Regions from separate parts of the Mus musculus genome. Here region 1 is linked to region 2. A link is a contact called in public HiChIP or PLAC-seq data. All regions are on one chromosome and are shown on one strand. The core of a region is the stretch at or near the end of the contact, and the rest is flanking DNA. Distances in the headings are between cores, read along the strand shown.

What was found. HiChIP or PLAC-seq counts read pairs in DNA pulled down with a chosen protein or histone mark.
Region 1: a contact with region 2 is called in a FOXA1 HiChIP or PLAC-seq map of pancreatic cancer cells. The contact joins the enhancer-like site here to the promoter of Irf3 in region 2. A contact is called at or near these places in 5 of 39 promoter capture datasets (hippocampal neurons, liver, neural stem cells and 1 more), 1 of 484 Hi-C or Micro-C datasets (LSK cells), 4 of 115 datasets of contacts at active chromatin or transcription factors (memory CD8 T cells, microglia, pancreatic cancer cells and 1 more) and 2 of 9 other capture datasets (adipose tissue and pancreatic islet).

The regions. Positions count from the first base shown.
Region 1 is chr7:45,537,439-45,540,138 of GRCm38.p6, forward strand. Plekha4 (pleckstrin homology domain containing, family A (phosphoinositide binding specific) member 4) reads left to right here. Exons shown (of 20, transcript NM_001381849.1): 7 at 219-434; 8 at 760-1,039; 9 at 1,768-1,851. Among named protein-coding and RNA genes, the nearest start is that of Plekha4, 9.2 kb to the left of the region's middle. Within about 2 kb of position 1,358, at least 174 of the 459 cell types and tissues checked have an H3K27ac peak or open chromatin away from gene starts, as enhancers often do. A contact at or near this core is called in adipose tissue, hippocampal neurons, liver and 4 more, where this site is marked.
Region 2 is chr7:44,996,308-44,999,007 of GRCm38.p6, forward strand. Irf3 (interferon regulatory factor 3) reads left to right here and starts at 1,341. Exons shown (of 8, transcript NM_016849.4): 1 at 1,341-1,601; 2 at 2,398-2,570. The coding sequence starts at 2,406. Bcl2l12 (BCL2-like 12 (proline rich)) reads right to left here and starts at 1,272. Exons shown (of 7, transcript NM_029410.3): 1 at 1,156-1,272; 2 at 571-685; 3 at 237-379. The coding sequence starts at 677.

The DNA of each region.
Region 1 (2,700 bases), core at 108-2,607, 540 kb after region 2:
GCTCAGTGGTTAAGAGCACCAACTGCTCTTCCAAAGGTCCTGAGTTCAAATCCCAGCAACCACATGGTGGCTCACAACCACCAGTAATGAAATCTGATGCCCTCTTCTGGAGTATCTGAAGACAGCTACAGTGTACACATAATAAATAAATAAATAAACAAATCTTAAAAAAAGAAAAAAGAATAAGGAACAGATCCCTCTTCTTCTTCACTTGCTAGCGGACTCCCGAGGTCACCTGCACGTCCCAGGCCTGGGGAAGGTCCTGGGGGACCCGGAGGACCCCCAGAGGTGAACAGAAGGGAAGAGGGGCGCATCTCAGAATCACCAGAGGTAGCTCGGCTCTCCAGAGGTCTTGGCAGACATGAAACGCACACTCCCAACTCTACAGTGGATCTGCAGACTGACACCTGGAGTCGTAGAACCCGGAGCCCAGAGTAAGAAGGAACCCTTTGGGTGCTTTGTCTAATGGTAGGGCAAGGGAAGGACTGGTTGGCCCAGTGAGGCTTCTTTGGAGGTCTAAGGAAAGAGGGAGCTAGCTGGAAGCGTGGCTTAAGGGAAGGATGGGACCCCAGAGGCCTGGGTCAAGGCTTGGTCTTTTGCAGGTAAATGGATGCATATATTCCCAAAGGGAACACACCCACTCTGCCTAGCAGAGGGGCAGTGCGACTCAGGGAAGCCAGATACTCTTGTTGGGTAGAGAGATGGACTGGGAGCAGGAACTCAGGCTAACACAGTTTCCCGATTATCTCCTTTCCACAGGTTGTTCTCACCCCTTTCCCGGCCTCCCTCCCCTCTGAGCCTTCCCCGTCCTCGCTCTGCCCCGGCCCGGCGACCCCCTCTCTCAGCAGGAGACATCTCATTTCCTGCCCGACCGCATACTCCTTTGAGTCGCATCGATGTCCGACCTCCTCTGGATTGGGGACCCCAAAGACAGACCCTCTCCCGACCTCCCATTCCACGCCGAGGACCTTCCTCTGAAGCTGGCGGAGAACGGCCACCCAGGAGTCCCCAGCCCCGGACACCAGAGCAGAGAACGCAGGTGCTCGAAAGGAGCAGACTACATTTCCCACTAGGCTTCCAGGCTCGCTTTCTAGGCCAGTGATTGAGTCATGCTTCCCAGGAATTATGGGGATTATAGTTCACAATGCAACTGGTCATCTCCGCCTCCCCCCCCCCCCATATGGTGGTGCTGTGGGTGGGTGGGTGGGTGTACCATTGCTCCTATAGTGATTCCACGTCCCATCAGGTCTCAGGATGTGTGTGGAGGAGTTTTGGGGGGGGGGGGGTAGCGCGTGCTCGCGTACCTTTGCTTCTATGTATTGTGGGTATTGTAGTCCAGAACACTCTCTTTGAAACTGAGAGGCCAAAGCATAGTTTGGATTCCAGTTATTGTTTCAACATAGCCAGCCTCCTGACAATCCCTCTAAGAATCACGGGTTTATAGCCCAGAATATCGGAAGCTAATTTCCAGCAACCCCTAGTGGTTTTGCCATGCTAGTCCATTTATTAGCACCCTGTGTGTATGTAGCCAGTGTAGTTGAGGATGTGTGTGTGTGTGTGTGTGTGTGTGTGTGTGTGTGACTGTTCTAGGCAAGTACTTTACCACTGACCTACTCCACGGTCCTCTTTTTAGCTTCTCATTTTGAGACAGGGTCTCTCTAAGTTGTCCAGGTAGGCCTTAAACTTACTCTAAAACCCAGCCCTCCAGAGTAGCTCAGATGATGGCCAGGGCCACTAGACTTAACCAGATGTTTCTATGCATTTCAGTCTACCCAGGCCACCTCTGGTTCGTCCACCTATCTCCAGCTGCCCCCAAGACCTCCTGGGACCCAGGCCTCCATGATTTTGCTGGTAGGTCTCCTGCAGCCCCAGGAATCCAGTAGATTCCGTCTCTTGCTTGACCTTCTCAGCACCCCCCTCCCCTAGGATAGTTGTCTCCTGGCCAAAGAGCCTTGATATGAGGCTCCCTGGGTAGCTGCTCTTATTGTTTTCCCATGACTGATAGAGCAAGATATGGAATAAAGAAATGAGGACATGAGCGATCCTAGCTATAGCCGAGAAGATTTATTAGTATAGATACAAGGGAGAGAACAGCCAGAGGCACCTGGAAGAGGCCAGACTGAACCAGGCCAGCAGGCTCAAGGGAGGCCATGGGGGAGAGAAAGGGATGGGTGGGAGGGGAGGGGAGAGGAGAGGAGAGGAGAGGAGAGGAGAGGAGAGGAGAGGAGAAAACAGAAGGAGCAAAGAGGGGAGCTGAGGACTGAGACCAAGAAGCCAAAATGGCTGAGGTTATACAGAAACCAGAGAAGGGGGGGGCGGGGGGAGGAAGTTTTCAGGGGCCGGATGGGTTCAGGTTAGGGGACTGGATGAGAAAAGTGCTGAGAGGAACCAGGACTCTTCTGAATGCTGAGCCCGCTTTGCTATGTTAAATAGACATATTTAAACGTTCTACCTGCATGTATGTTAGTGTAATTTCTGCATGCCTCGTGTTCAGGGAAATTGGAAGGCATTGGATTCCCTAGATCTGCAGTTGCAGGTGACTGCAGGCTACGGTGTAGGTGCTGGGTCCTGAACCCTGGGCTTCAGAAAGACCAATAGATGCCTTTCTTCCCCCAAATGATAGCTGTGAGCCACCACATGGGTGCTGGGAATTGAACCCAGGTCCTCTGAAAGAACAGCCAGTGCTTTTAACAGCTGAGC
Region 2 (2,700 bases), core at 91-2,590:
CCCCTTCTCCCTTCAGAGCTGCATGCTTCCCGGGCTTTGGAGCCCCAGGGTACCTCCTATCCAAGCACAAACACTTACACTTACCCGCTAGAAAGAGGTGTGACAAAGACTTGAAATGGTTATGGCTTGTGCTGAAGCTGAACCGTGTTGACTTTATAATGGGTCCTGTCTGGATTTTTTGGAACCAAAACTCCTAGCCCTGAAAGTTTCACAAGTGACCTGAATAAATCTCTTACCAGGCTCGGAACCATAGCAGGGGCGGAGGGGAAGGAAGTGGGGCCTAGAGGACTCCGTGGGGGGAGCTCCTCTCCCCAGGGGACAAGGGAGGCATCTTCGGAGGCGGCTCAGGAAATCTGTTGTCTCCTCTTGGGCAGGACTCCTAGGGACAAGAACCTCGGAGTTATCCCGAAGGGGTCTGGGCAAGTGATCCCTTCATCCTTTCATGGAAGATCACTCTTGAAACTCAGCCCAGGCACATGGAGTTAGGTCTGATGGGAGTAGATAGGTTTGGACCACAAGACTCAGGAAGATCTTCCCATCAAAGGCTGACGCTGGGGGAGTGGAACTCACCTGGGTGGAGTTGGGACAGGGGACCCAGCGACTTCACCGCGCTTAAGGAAGGCCGTCAGAACCTTCAGTGTGTCCTCTCGGAGACCCAACTCTTCAGAGCCGGCCATGGGGGTACCTGAGGCAGAAGACAGAGGATGCACCCAAGTGCAGGGATAACTCAAACTTCTGAATCACTGAATGAAGAGGGCGCCTAACTCCAAGGAAAAGGTGGTTTTTAAGGGCCAGTGGGGCAGTTGATTCAGTTGAGGAGAAACGGTCTGAATTACTGAGTCTAAGAAAGGAGGTAAATGAGTGCTTGAACTCTTGCAGGAAGGAGCGGGAAGGGGGTTTGGAGTTCCCTCTCAGCTAGCAGCGCCAAAGAAGGCTCGAAGACCGTAGAGAATAGGGAACTACTAATCCTAGTATGCTTTGCGGCAAACGCTGGTCCGATTTCCCCACTTTTCACCGAGCAGTCTGCTGGGAGATGTAGTTCCAATTTTACCTCTGGCGTGCACCGGGAGACCCCGGGTGCTTGGAAGTCACAGCTTGGCAGGACTGGCTGTGGCCTTTCCTGCAACCCTGTCCCCTCCCTGGCACCCAGCTCACCTGGCTCGCGGTTGTGTCCCCGTCGCACTGGCGTACACGCTTTCTCACAATTTCTACAAACTTTTACTTCGGAAGTTCAACTTTCCCACGCCTGCGCACTGGGCCGACACGGCAACCGCCCCAACGTCGAAGGGGTGGAGCCTTCTTTTGCGGTCATTTGCATATGGCGTTCCCAGCATGCCTGTAGGCGGAAGGCCAAAAAAGGGCATTTGAGGGAGTTAGGCCTGCTAAGCCGAAGTGCGCTCCGGGATTTCTTGACTTTATTTCGTCAATGTTGAGAAAAACTTTTTATATCTCAAAATATCGTTAGAAAAGGAAGTCCCAGCGCTCGGAGGCTTAGCTGACAAAGAAGGGGGTTGCGTGGCTGCGAGTCTCAGAACTACTGTTTGGGAGCCCCAAAACCACTGCTGGCACCCGCGCCGCACGGGCGCCCAATTCCTCCCCTGGTAGGTAACGCGGAAGAGCCGGGAGGGTGGCGGCCTCAGGGCGCAGGATCGGGCAAACCTGTCGCTCAGAAGCTCGGCTACCGAAAAGCAGAATGGCCACGCGTTGTAGACGGAAGCCTGCAGTCTCAGCATCCAGGCTGGAGGCAGTAAAGATTGCTGTAAGTTCAAGGCCAGTGAGCTCCAGGCCAGGCTGGACGACAGAATGAGCGCCAGACCAACATGGGTTAAGCGATTTGAAGACCAGCCTGAGCTACTGAATAAGTTTGAGGGTAGCCTGGGTTACAGAGTGCATTCGAGGCCAGCCAGGGCCACAGAGTGAGTTGAAGACCAGCCTTGGCTACATAGCAAGTTCAAGGACAGCCTATGCTACATACTAAGACCCTGTCTCAAACATCCGTAAAAACAATATAGGAACAAAAAACAAAAAAACAGAAGAAGCGACAGCACCTGGGAAAAGACTCTGGAAATGAGTAAGGGTTTTCTGCAAGGGTGAGGCGGTTGTGAGAGCAGTTAGGATCCTTTAAAGACGAGGGAAAGAGGACTCCACTCTTGAAATAGGGTGCCAGCTTTGGATAATAGGAGTTTACATTTAGAAAAGGGAAGGAACCTATGGGTAGAGTTCATATAGAAGACTCTGGGGGGTAGGAGAGGCGGTCCCGTTGGATTTGGAAAGGTGGGAAGGAGTTTCCCGTTTGTACACAATGGTGAAGGAAGACCTGTGTTGTGGCGGGTCGGAGAGGTTTGAGTGCATTTGCCCCGTGACAGACAGGCTCAGGAACTGTCCTGTGGTGCGCAGGCTAGAGCATGGAAACCCCGAAACCGCGGATTTTGCCCTGGCTGGTGTCACAGCTGGACCTGGGGCAGCTGGAAGGCGTGGCCTGGCTGGACGAGAGCCGAACGAGGTTCAGGATCCCGTGGAAGCATGGCCTACGGCAGGACGCACAGATGGCTGACTTTGGCATCTTCCAGGTGCTGGGGGAAAGATTTCAGACGCATTTCTGGGTGTGGCTGGACCAGGGCAGGGGGTGGGATAGGACTGGAGGGACAGACGGGAATTGATTGGCAGATTCTAGGAACAGAATCCTGAAAGCCAGGTTGC